Regions from separate parts of the Macaca mulatta genome. Here region 2 is linked to region 1. The links are chromatin contacts, called in public Hi-C maps. All regions are on one chromosome and are shown on one strand. Each heading gives the region's core, a stretch centred on a gene start, on an enhancer-like site or on the middle of the called end of the contact. The rest is flanking DNA. Distances are from core to core; before and after follow the strand shown. Region 1 has its middle 14 kb from the start of FOS. Region 2 holds the start of ERG28 (ergosterol biosynthesis 28 homolog).

Evidence for each region. Hi-C and Micro-C count contacts between places; a contact is called where the count stands out from the background.
Region 2: a contact with region 1 is called in a Hi-C map of fetal cortical plate, with 3 times the contacts expected there. The contact joins the promoter of ERG28 here to the enhancer-like site in region 1. A contact is called at or near these places in 3 of 14 Hi-C or Micro-C datasets (CD4 T cells, fetal cortical plate and liver).

Annotation. Positions count from the first base shown.
Region 1 is chr7:148,488,209-148,494,475 of T2T-MMU8v2.0, forward strand. No RefSeq gene overlaps it. Among named protein-coding and RNA genes, the nearest start is that of FOS, 14 kb to the left of the region's middle. Within about 2 kb of position 4,058, at least 37 of the 40 cell types and tissues checked have an H3K27ac peak or open chromatin away from gene starts, as enhancers often do. A contact at or near this core is called in CD4 T cells, fetal cortical plate and liver, where this site is marked.
Region 2 is chr7:148,866,796-148,873,891 of T2T-MMU8v2.0, forward strand. ERG28 (ergosterol biosynthesis 28 homolog) reads right to left here and starts at 3,754. Exons shown (of 5, transcript NM_001194135.3): 1 at 3,345-3,754; 2 at 1-143. The coding sequence starts at 112. It overlaps TTLL5 (tubulin tyrosine ligase like 5), which reads left to right and starts at 3,778. Exons shown (of 34, transcript XR_013396464.1): 1 at 3,778-3,945; 2 at 5,577-5,747.

The sequences.
Region 1 (6,267 bases), core at 2,808-5,307:
GTTATGTGTAGGCTGAACCAAGGCAGTGGTGGTGGGAATGGAGAGGGAATGAGAGGTAATTAGGGGGTCAGGACCTGGTGATTGAGTGGGTGGTAGAGGTGAGGGAGAGGGAGGAACCCAAGCTCACTGTCAGGTTTACCAGGCTTGAAACACGGGAGGCTTGTGGTTCTACCAATGGCTTTGTGACTATAGGAAGAGGAGCAGGTTTGGGGGGTAACAAGGTAAGTTCTATGTTGGACATGTTGAGTTTACAATGCCTGGGGAGTATCCAGGGGGAGATGTGGGCAGTTGGAACCACAACAGAGGTTCTATGATATGAGTTTATAGAGCTTGTCTGGAGGCAAATGGTTGGGATAGAACCTGGAGCCCTAAGGAAAATATTGATAATACCCAGTATTTCACATGTGCTTGTTCTCTGCCAGGTTGTGCTATGCACTTTACAGGCCATGCTAAATCAATGACTGATTTGCTAATCATTGTACCTCTAGCAACTGGCACATAATGGGCATACAATAATTATTTTGTTTAATAAACACTCTCATTTAGTCCATACAACAATCCCATGAGGCAGATATGATGAGTGTCGTCATTTTACAGATAAGGAAAACAATTTAGGAAAGGTTAAATAAGCTGACCAAGGTCACACAACTGGTAAGCAGCAGATCCGAGATTTGAATCCAGCTCTTTGTGACTCTAAAGCCCAAAGTGCTTAACTGCATTGCTAGAAAGTGAACATCTGCCCTTCAAGATGTGCTTATGTGACCTGGGGTGAGACTTCAGCCCCTCTGAGACAGTTTCCTATGCCAGATCAGGGGTGGGATTTGAAAATCTCTAAGCTGCCTTTCCATCTTCAAAACTCTGGTGACATCAGGAGACTGCTACGAAAATGCCCTAAAGTGCATACACCACATCATTCTTAGATGCTCGATGTTCTGGTAGCAACACTGTGGCAGGCTCTGCAGTTGACACTCCTTGCAATCCTCTCATGGAACCTTTTTAAGATAGGAGGCCTGAGCAGTGTGTACAGAGCCACAGAAGTGTACCAAGCATGGGGAGGTGGGAGCAGTCTGTTTTAGGGATAGGCAATGAGAATGTATTTGTGTTCTATTTCTGTACAACAGTTTACCACAAACTTAGCAGCTTAAAACAACACACATTTATTATCTCACAGTTTCTGCAAATCAGAAGTCCAGGTATAGCCAGATGCTTATCTAGCAAACTCCATCCATCTTCTGAATAGAACAGTATTGTGTTCAAGGTCTCGCAAGGGTGCAATCAAGGTGTCAGCTGAGCTGTGTTTTCAGCTGGATGCTTAAGTGGGGAAGAGTCCACCTCCAAGCTCACTCAGGTTGTTCACAGACTTTATTTCCTTGTGGCTGTGTTACTAAGAGCTCCGGTGTTTTGCTGGCTGTTGGCTGAAGGTTATCCTTCGGTTCTAGAGGCTGCCTTGTAAACTTCTTCAACATAGCTGCTCACATAATCAAGCCTGCAAGGAGAACCTCTCCAGCATGTCAGCAAGATGGGGCCATACACAGACAAAGACATCCCGTCACCTTTGCATTAAGAGGCAAGTCTCAGGTTCCACCTGCACTCAGATGGAGGGAATTACACAAAGGTATGGACATCAGGAAGCAGGAATTACTATGGGTCACCCTAGGATTTGTTATCCACAAGAGATCACATTATCTGCTTAGAATTTCAAACAAATAATAAAACCAAAAAAAGTTGGTCTGCCTTTTACCATTTTTCCTTATTTAAAACTTTATTCTTGATAAAGAAAAAATGAGAAAACCCCAAAACTTTCTTCTTTAATTGGCAACCTTCAAAAAAGATATTCACAACAGGACTCAGAGCAAGGGCAGAGATCCCCAAACAGATGGTTTTTCCTTAATTCCTCAGGCTGGAGCAGAGTTTAAACCGAGCTGGAATCACTCCGACTCTGGCCACAACCTAATCTCTACATCCTGGCCTCCATCATTGGCTGGAAGCTGATTTGCTTCGTCCAAGGGCCTAGTTTGAGGGCATTCATGGCTTCTGCAAGTTTGAGCATCACTTGCTCCTGGTGCTGGCAGTGCCACTCAGCCATGGACTGGAGCACCACTTGGTTTGGAGCTTGTACCAATAGGAGCTGTAAGCCACGACCTCGGTGAGGTCTGAAGACTCTAGAGCCTTCAGTTGGAGCATGGCCTTGCTCATCGGTTCGATGTAAGGGATTATGTATCCGGGTCTGTTGGGGGAAGGGGATGAGAGCTCCCAGGTAGGGCATCCAGGCCAGCACTGGTCACACTCAGGTCTTTGAGCAGTCTGCCTTTTAAATAAACACTATGAGCTGGCAATTCTAATGTTGTCAGTGACAAAGTACTTCTTCCTGAAAATATCTTTTGTTGTTTTAAGTTCTAAACATTTGCTGGGATTACTATTGAGTTTGAATAATGTAATACGTACCCTTCATTTTTAAAAATTACTTAAAAAACAGAGATAACACAGTGACTGTGAGGACTGAATTTGGGTTGCTTCTGTTCCATGTAACCATTTGGAGTTTTTGTGTTTCAAATTTAAAACTGTGAAGCAGTGTGATACAGTGCTTTGCCATGTTTTTATTTGACAAATGCACATTTTAGTTAATACATCAAATATTTTTACTAGATTTGAAAATTATCTTTAAAATAGATAATTCCTTTTGCTTATTTTATTTATTTTTAAAAGAGGGTCTCCCAGTGTCACTCAGGCTGGAGTGCAGTGACTGCAATCAAGGCTCACTGCAGCCTCGACTGCCCTGGCCCAAGATCTTCCCACCTCAGCCTCCCAAGTAGCTGGGATCACAGGTGTGTGCTATTATGCCCAGCTAATTTTTTTATTTTTATTTTTGTAGAGTCGGGGTCTCCCTATGTTGCCCAGGCTGGTCTAGAACTCCTAGGCTCAACTGATCCTCCTGCCTTGGCCTCCCAAAGTGCTGGGATTACAGGCGTGGACCACAGTGCCTGGCCCCTTTTGTTTATTTTAAATCTAAGGAAGACTCGAGAAAAAAACATTACATCAGTAGTATGATTTAGGAGTTGCACTACTAATACTAGGTAAGTTTCTCTTGTGCTGCCTGGAAATAAAAATAAACACTCAACACTAACTTGGGGCTCACAACATGCTTGACACTGTTCCAAACACACACACACACACACACTCATTTTAAAAGTCCTCATCTACTCTTAAAGGTAGGTCCTGTTAGTCTGGGACCCAGAGATCTGCTCAAGATCATCCAACTGGAGTGGCAGCGCTGAAATTTGAGTCCAGGCAGTGTGGCTTCAATGCCTGAACTCTTAGCCATTATAAAGGAAAAACAAAGCAAAATCAGTATCCCCAACAACCTTGCAGGCAGGGAGGCCCTCAGAAGGGACAGGAGAGGCCGGGCGCGGTAATCCCGGCACTTTGAGAGGCCGAGGTGGGCGGATCACCTGAGGTAAGGAGTTCGAGACCAACCTGGCCAACGTGGTGAAATTCTGTCTCTACTAAAAATGTAAAAAATTAGCCGGGTACGGTGACGCGCACCTGTAGTTCCAGCTACTTGGGAGCCTGAGGCGGGAGAATCGCTTGAACCCGGGAGGCGGAGGTTGCAGTGAGCCGAGATCGCGCCAGGGCACTCCAGCCTGGGCGATCGAGCGAGAGTCCATCTCAAAAAAAAAAAAAAAAAAAAAAAGGAAAAGAAAAAGTAGGGACAGGAGGGTTTCCTTCCGTTCCTGACCAGCCCTTGCTGGCCCCTGGGCAGAGGCAGCGCCGGCTTCCAGGAACCTCAGGGAGGGACGTTTGGGAGTGCTCTCTCAGCGTCCCCTTCACCGCCCTCTCTACACCCTTGCCGCGCTCCTGTCCTCGTCCGCCAGGCCAAAGTTTCTCCTGGCCCTTCCCAGCTTCCGGCCCTTCGCTCCAGGCCAGGTCGCAGGGCCAGGCGGTGCCAGGAGCTCGCGAATCCTCTGTTTACTGTTTGGTTTCCACGGTGACACGTAGGCGCCGTCAGCGACTCCCGTCACCGCCCCGCAGCGCGGTCCCCACCCGGCGCCGTGACGTCGGCCCTCCGCTTCCGCTCTGCCCATATTTGGCTCAGCCACTGCGCAGCCGGCCCGGGATAGGCTGAGGGCGGGACTCCCGCCGCGCCCCGCCCCCGGTTCCTGCCCCGCCCCCTGGAATGCTGGGCAGAGGCTCCGAGCCACGAGACCCCCGCCCCCTGCCCCGGGACCCACCTGGGCGGAGGCGAGGGCAGGGGCGCTGGGGGCCCAGAGAGAGGACGCCGCGATTGATGGATGAGCTGTTTCCAGCATTCCTGTGCGTCTGCTGGTTGAGGCTGCAGTCAAGATTTGGGGCTGTCTCGTTTGTTGTGGGTGGGTGATCTGGGATCACGATTTTCTCACTCTGTGCCCGGAAATCATGCCATCCCTCGCCCAACGCTGTATTTTATAGGCTTCAACTCAAAATTTTCCTTCATGGCGCAATGGAAAGCTTTGAAGACCGCGGTTCTGGGGTCAGCGTTGCCTCTCGGGGGATAAGTGACCTTGGGAAGGCCACTTGCCTTTTCCTGGCCTGATAAAATGAACCGTGGGAGTGGTCCATAATGGTTGCAGCCTTGTCATCAGACTTGTGAGGGACTTCCATCACCCACTAACCACCCCCTCCCCAGGACATAACTGGAATATCAGTGAATTTCTTTGAGCATGGACCCCTACAGTTCTGCCCCCTGTGGTGACTGGATTTGTGTGTCTCTGCACCTTGCTCCTATTAGGCGCTTAATGAACTTTAGTTAACTGATTATTGAATGAATAATACGAATCACGTTCATAAATCCGGACCCCTGCAATTCCTCTTCCAGGCCGGGGGGCGGGGGCGGGGAGGGTAGGGGATGGGGGAGAATATTGCGATGATTAATAATCGCGCGGCAGGGTTGCTGATGTAAAGCGATTTGCAGATCTAAAGGGCAATAAGCATTCCTGGGAGAAATCCAGCGAGATTCCAGAAGTCTCTGAGGGAGCCGTGGGTGTGTACCGCCGGGCCCGGAGGGCGGGGGTGGGGCAGGCAGTGCCGCAGTGGCCACTGCTGGGGAGCCGATTGCAATTGCGAGGAGAAGCGTGGGGTTAATCCTTCAAGACGCCTGTCGCCATCCTCCCACCCCCATTCCTGCCCCCTAGATTCCCCAGTTCCTCTGGCTGAAGGAGTGTGTGTTTTCTAGAGTTTCAGAGCTGGAAGGCACATCGGAGACTTAATCTAATTTAACCTATTTCGCCAACAGGGAAATTAAAGCTCAGAGAAGTTGGTTCAACCATCCAAACTTGCACAGCTAGTTAGAAACTGATAAAAGTCAGGATATCTAGCTTCAAATAGTGTTCCACATCGCCTAGGTGCTTCTAACTTCCTGTGCTTCAGAACCCTGTTGCCTGGCTCAGCTGGTGGGTTGTACATTTAGGCTAAATATTGACTTCAGGGCTCTTAAAGAATGCCATTGTCATGTCTGCTGCCACACGCAGCCCTCACCATGACACCAGGGCCTAGGGGGATGGCCAATAATTGTGTACTTCCTAAAGCCTCAAGCACTCCTCCTTAGAGGGCTGGAATGGTCACCCCTGTCCAGGGAACAGGAGTTGGCTGTTCTGAAACTAGTCTTCGTCTAGCAGTTGGTCACTTTTCACAGTTACCCAAGCCTTGCATTAAACTTTTCTCAGCCAAGACTACAGCAGGAGGCATGAGTAGCCCTAACCCTTTTCTGCTGTTTGGAAGTCTTCTCAAGGCACACGGAGGTTCCTTGCTGGGGGTGGGGAAGAGTGCCTCTTTAATGCTGCTCTCTTTGTCTTTCCCCTTTCAGTCTCACCCAACTTCCTCTTAACTGGGGGTGTTTCTTCTCTAACTTCTAGGCTGAAAATGAAGGCAACTCGGACTAAGAAGACGACTGCTTTCCAACTGCCCTCTGGCCCTGCAGCCCGCGGATTTGAGGAAGGAGCTGGGATCCTTCCCCTTGCTCCCTGGTTGTTCTCGGAGTTACAGCAGCCCCGCGGCAGCTCTGCCTCCTAGTGCACATGTGAGGCAGCGCGCCCTTCTCATCCAGAAGCCTCCTCGCGGTGCTGCCAGCAAGGGAGTTTTTCTGTATTCACTCCGGTGGAACAAGCGAAACTTGACAACCCCAAGCCAAACCAAAACACACGAGCCATTGTAGCCTTTTCTGTCTTTGGTTTCTTTCTGAGGATCTGGTCGATTTGGATGCAGAAAACATGCCTGTTGCTGCTGCGAAGTCTG
Region 2 (7,096 bases), core at 2,504-5,003, 380 kb after region 1:
ACAGCTTTTCATAGAGAAAGGTGTGGTCTCGGAAGCTCTGCAGCGTGTTCCCCATGGCTATGATGGACACCATAACCAGCCAACTTCTTAACACATTCAGGAAACGGCTCATGACTCCCCTCAAATGTGGGAGGGCTTTTTGCCTTGGAAACAAAGGCAGAGGACATGAGACAATGAGGGCCAGTCTATGTTAACCATAAGCAGGAAGGGAGGAAGAATGAAGCAGGCCAAAAAAAGATATTTAGTCACACTAATAGTGGTGAATGAACAGTATACTTTGCAATAAGTGGCATAATACTTGTCTTTGTCTAAGCAATTTCTGCAAAATATTACCCTAAATCAGAGCTCCTTTTTCTGGGTTGGAATCAGTCCTCTATCTTTACTTCTATACCTTCACGTTTTCATGCCATTCCTTTGTAATGCAAGTAGCTCAAAGGTGATTATAACTATACTCACAGACACCTGCCAGGCTATTGATGACAGATTCTTCCAAGCCTATGGAACTTTATACATTTGAGTGGGACTTATGGTGTGAGGTCACTATTTACATCCCTAGGTTTTCTGGACTCTGGTTCTCAGGTATACCATGCTCCATAAACTAGAAGAACAATCTAAAAGTTAAAAATAAACTGCTGTGTGTTAACTCAAAATAAAATCCTAAGCCCACCACGGACTGAACAGAGGCCCTCTTGGCCTAGGGGAACCCAGAAAAATCCTAAAACTGAGCCCCTGGCCATGACGAGATGGGAGGTCTCACATGCCCTGCTATATCCCTTCCTTTTTCAGGTTTAGAGACAGCAACTTACCAGCATTAAAGTTAAAATAGAGATCATAAGAATGACAGAACAGATTCTTTGTGCAATAAGGTACCAAATTATAAACAAGACCTAAGGCCATGCCAGGCAAGGGTTAAGTCACACACTCCCACATTTAAAGAATAAAACTTATATTCTGCCACAAGGTTTTTTTTCTCCAGCAGCTAGACAAGCACTGGCTTGAGATAAGCAATATTAAAACAATTACAGCTCATCCAGCTCACAGAGGCTGACTACATGACCCCTATTCCACCAGCTATAACTACACCTTTGATTGGACAAGAGACTGATTTTAGTAACTTTCTCCAGATAAGACCACCAACCGTGGACTGCTCCTGGCCAGTTTAGCAAGATCACACACTTGAGTGTCTTGGTGTCCTGAAAAGACTTTTTGACGCATAGAGCCTAGGCGTGATAGACTTAAATGTTAGGTCTCTACTTCAAAGTGAACAGGGGTCATATGTGGTTACACATGATTGTTCAATATGCACGTGTCAGGACCACCTTCAGGAATATTCATAGTTCCTCCTGTAAGCTGTTGAACATGTATGTTTAGCCAACCTGTTCAGCATAAAGCTCTACCCCAAACCCTTCTCCTTCAAAGCACCTGTCTCTGATCTTAGTGGGAGGCACTCTTCCCTGTTGGGTGGCTGTAACCCTTTGCAAGAGATAAAGCCTCTTTTCTTTTTCCAAATTTATAAATTGTGCCTGTTTAAGTTAACGTGTGACTTTAGGACTAGTAAGAAAATTATATAGTGAAGGAAACAGCAATCTTGGTGTTGGGCTGCAAGATAATAATAGGTCACAGTTCACTTACACCATGAACTGTGCCAAGCACCTAACACATATTACCATTTAATCTTCACAATGAGGTAGGCAGGCACTATTAATATTTCCATCTTATAGATGAGGGTTGGAACGGAGAGGTTAAACAAGTTTCTTAAGGTCACACAGCAAAGTCAGCAGAGCTGAGATAAGAATCATGGTCTGTTGGACTGCTGCAGTGCTACCTCACTGTTTGAGACTACTTTAATGAAGTTCCCATTTTTTGATTAAGAAAAGCATACCATATCCTCTTCTGTCTTCAAGTTGTATAGAAAATACAATTAGATTACATACTTTTTATTTTTTAATTTATTATTATTATTATTATTTTGAGACAGGGTCTTGCTCTGTCACACAGGCTGGAGTGCAGTGGCGTGGTCATGGCTCATTGCAGCCTCGAAATCAAAGGCTTAAGTGATCTTCCCACCTCAACCTCTCCACTTGGGCTCAAGTGATCCACTCACCTTGGCCTCGCCTCCCAAAGTGCTGGGATTACAGGTGTGAGCTACAGCACCCAGACTTTTATTTTTTTAAGGCTTAGATCAACTCTTGTTGAGTAGTAATTTCAGTTAGTCTGATTTAAATAAAACCAAAATAGATAAATAATCTAATAATGGAATGGCTTTTTCCCATCCTCATCACTATTTTCTCAGTCTATGGTTTATCTGTTGTCAGGTTAACCTCTTGGGCCTGAAGTGGTAATAAACTAACAGGCTTTCTTTGTCACTTTGGCAATATAAATTTCGGTATTGTTCTATGCTACCCAGTGAGATAGATATTAAAGTCAGCAATGGTCCAAGACAGTGTGAAACACCCTCCCCCCCCCAAAAAAAAAAGCAATAAAGAGATCTAGAGAAGGAAGGGTGAATTGATGAACCCTTCAGGGAGAGCTGATCACAAAGGTGGTCTCTGTCAGAGACTGAGAGTCTACTGGATATCATAGGCCATTATCACTTGGGCCAAGATCCACCTATCCTCTTTATTTTCTCACCCTCTCTCAAGAGGAGACTCCTCCGGGGTTTAGAAAAGCTGCATGAATGCACCTCTCCACTTTTCTGCACAAGTACGCCTTCCATTTCACAGAAGCTCTTAGGAATCCCAACAGATAGCTGATGAGGACAGAACCTGAGTACTTCTGAATTGCTCTGCCAATTTCTCAACCTAATTTCCCTAAAGCTTTAGGGCCTCCTAGAGTGTATATAACATCTATTTCCAAATTTTGTCCTGGCCCTGGCCCAGCCCAGCCAAGCCCAACCCAGCCCAGCCCAGCATAGGTGTGCTGTTAAAACTTAATCAGGAGAGAGGGATTCTTATCTTGGCCCTACCACTTAGTAGCTGTGTGACCCTGGGCAAGTCATTTACACTTTTCAGTCTCGGTTTCCTCATCTGCAAAATGGAGATAGAAATATCAACCCGAAGGGTTATTGTAAGAATCATATGAGAAAAAGTGAAGGCTCTTTGTACAGTGCTAGGCTTATAGTGGCTGCTCATTCGCTCATCCATTCCTTCTTTCCTTGAATTCACCAGCCTTCTCCATCTTCCTAGCTCCCCCTTGTCATCGCCTCTCGAACCCTTTTCCCCCCAAAAGGTTGCCTTCCAGGTATCTTCCTTCCATCTCACCTCTATTTTTCCAGATTCTCCGATCCTCTCAATCAGAAGCAACACAGACACCTACATCCCTCTTCTCCCCCATATTCTCCTTACCTGGCGACCGGACCCCCAGCACAGCAGTGGCAGCAGCAGCCGCCGCAAACAAGCTCCCCCAGGACAGCTCCAGCCCGGAGTCCACCTGAGCCATTTGTCCCCACCCCCTCCCTCAGCCCTGCTCCAGGATTGGGTCGTTTCCTTTAGTCCTCTCTCTGATTGGCTGTCCTGGTTTTGCCCGAGCAGGAGATGGGGAGTGAACCCCTTTACTGCCAATCAGCGGTTGCCGCTGCCTAAGCCTCTCCCCAGGTACGCCGCTCACGCCGTAAACCCTCCTGTTGGACCTAGCGGAACTCCGGGTTTGGAGTCAACCTCTTAGGGGCGGAGAAAAAAACAGCGGAAAAAAAAAAAAAAGACTTTCTGCTGAGGGCAGGGCTCTGCGCCCGCGCTTCGCGGCGGTGACGACATTCGCCCGCGTCCGCAGCTGAGCGTTATCAGCGCCTGCGCAGTGGCTCCCAGCGGGCGGTTGCTTGTTGGTTGTTGTAGTAACCGGGGAAGCGCCGTCGGCGGCTGCCCTGAGCCTTGCTGGGGAAGGAAGAGGGAGGTAGGCGCAGAGCGCGGTCCACGCCTACTCGCCCCGAACCATGGGAAGATGAGACAGGTAAAAGCCTGCGCCAGCGCGCATCCCTACCCTAGGGAGGAGCGTTCCCGGGTCCAGGCTGCAGCTGGCCGCCGCACTTCCCGCTCAGAGCCGGGGAGTAGCTGTTGGCTTCCGGGCGCGCCGCGTTGATTCGCGGCAGCCGAGTGGTCCTGTCCTTTCCGGGGGGAGCATCTGCGGACCTCCGTGGAATTGGGGTGAGCTGGGGTTGGGGCTGAGAAGCAGATTCCTTTAGGGCGAGGAGTGTTCTTAGGCGAATGTCTTTAATCTTCCGATCGACCTGTTTCTCCCCGCTCTGCAGGCAGCCTAGGAAAGGTTGGCATCCCTTCCCGTTTAGAGGTTTTGTTTAAACTTAAAGGACTTCCCAACATTTTGGGAAAGATCAAGAAATCCCCCTTGAGAATCCCCTGAAGAAAGCCATTGAAGTCGTTAGACATTGCCCATTGCGCCGAAGATCATTATCGGGGTCGGTTTTTTTGTTTTTTGTCTGATTTACAGTCTCATCGTATTTATGAATGTATGGAAAAGTTAAGAAGGATTGACAGCAAGTAATTATCGCTGAGTAATGGGATTATGGTCATTTAAACATATTCCTTTTCTTTATTTGTAGTTCCTATTTCTTCTTCTGACACACAAAACGACCATGTACTTTTTACTTTGGAAAAAATATTTTAAGTTAGAAATGCAGTGTTGGAAATTTTCCAATTTTATTGTCTATTTGAGAGTCATATCAAAGTTTGTGATTTTTAGTAAGGAAGAATAATTTTTAAGAGTGGAAGGGCATTCCCCCCTCCCCCCCAACCATTTATATGGACCTTTGATTCAAGAGAATATATTCATCTTTCGGTTCATTGTTGAATTTATTTTACGGGAAACATGATGGCATCTTGTCAGAGTGCTTGTCATAGAGTCTAAATAAATATTTTCAAGGTTTTTTTTTTTTTTTGAGACGGAGTTTTCGCTCTTGTTGCCCAGGCTGGAGTGCAATGGCGCGATCTTGGCTTACTGCAACCTCCGCCTCCCGGGTTCAAGCGATTCTCCTGCCTAAGCCTCCCGAGTATCTGGGATTACAGGAATGAGCCAACACACCTGGCTAATTTTTTTTTTTTTTTTTTTTAGTAAAGATGGGGTTTCTCCATGTTGGTCAGGCCGGTCTCGAACTCCCAACCTGAGGTGATCCGCCCGCCTTGGCCTCCCAAAGTGCTGGGATTACAGGTGTGATCCACCCTGCCCGACCTGCAAGGGTCTTAAACCTTGAGTTTTTATTTATTTATTTTTAACCCAGGCCAGGTTTGTCTAGCAAGGAATATATGTTTTAGGGAATCAGTCACCTGCCTCAGACTGCCCTGAAAGTGAAGAGTCTATCCTTTTGGTGCATATTCGATTTAGTAAATAATGAGAAACTCAAACTTAGTAACAGCTCTTCAAATATATAGAGCACAGACAGTATGTTTGAAAAAAATCTTGACTTTTGTGGCATATCGAGGCACTGTTATGGAAGATAAACTTCTAGAGGTTGAGCACTATTGAGGAATATAGTCATTCTCATTACTTAGATTACCAGCAATAACCGATAAATAGACAACTGCATTGTGTTTCAGGTCAGTCGATCTGATCAAGTTGATTTCTTGCAGGAATTTGTGCCATCCAAATTAGGCTTGATCCAGTGAATCTGCTAGGAAAGGTCTCTGAGGCCCCCGTCTGCTGACTGCATGACAAACCCTAAAGGAAATGCCAGTCGTGATGGCCCGGGACCTGGAGGAAACAGCATCATCCTCAGAGGATGAGGAGGTCATAAGTCAAGAGTAAGTAATAGCAAGCCTGCTTTTGACCTGTGCTTTATACTCTTTTACTTGTATACTCTTATATACTCTTCTCTTTTACCTATATACTCTTTTATCTAGTGTCATTCCTTGGGGATTATCTAACTCCGGTTTTAGCTTCTATCCATAATGTCATTTAAGGTCTTGTTATTCAGTCCCAATCGGCTATGAGAAATGAGATAAGGCTCTCTTTCTGGGCTCATAAGCGAACATCAGCTCTAAATGTTGTGAAATGCAGGTAGTAGCTTTTGGTGAATGAACTCTTGCTCAGAGCTCCCAACATAGAAGATTTTGAAATGTTTCAGTATTGAAGAAAAGCATTTCCAAACTCTGTGACACTAGTTATGTTTGCTAATTTTCTCAAAAGTCTTTACAATGATAAAATGGTGGTAATATAGAGAGGTCAGGTAACTTACCATAGTAACTCTGAGACAGAATGTTAGAGTTCTATGGCCTGTGCTGCGTCAATTGAACTACATTGCTTTCCTGAGTTCTTTTAGTTAAGAGTCCAGTTTCATGATTAATGGATCATCACAATAAGAATGAATGATAATAGCCAGGCGTGTTGGCTTACGCCTATAATTCCAGTACTTTGGGTAGCCTAGGTGAGTGGATCACCTGAGGTCAGGAGTTCAAGACCATCCTGGCCAACATGGTGAAAGCCCATCTCTAGTAAAAAAACAAAAATTAGCTGGGTGTGGTGGTGGGTGTCTGTAATCTCAGCTACTCAGGAGGCTGAGGCAGGAGAATGGCTTGAACCCAGGAGGTGGAGGTTGCAGTGAGCTGAGATTGTACCACTGCATTCCAGCCCGGCTGACAAGAGCGAACCTCCATCTCAAAAAAAAAAAAAAAAGAATGATAATGATAAATATAGCTATTACAGATGATGATAAAGGCTTTATCTTATCTATATCTTACATATTTTTAAATCTGAAGGTGTTATTATTTACACTTTTTTAAATTCAGGAAATTTTTTTCACTTTTTTTTCACTTTTTTTAATCAGGAAATTTCCTCAGTGATGCATCAAGCGTAAGTGATGCATTGAGTTTTGGACTTAGCTTTTCTGGATTTTGATCACTTTGCTCTTTTGCCTCCTTTAATTATTACTTGACACAGAGTAAAGAGAGAATCTGGTTTAAAGGTAAAATTCATTTTTAAGATTCTCCCTGAGTCCTTTTGGATATGTGTGTACTGTGTAACCTGAAAAATAGAGATAATATCTCCCAGACTATTTTGTAGGGATCTGGTTAGACTCAAATAGAATAATGTATGTGAAATTACTTTGTAAGTGCCATACAAATGTAAGGCATCATTCTTATTGGTTTTAATA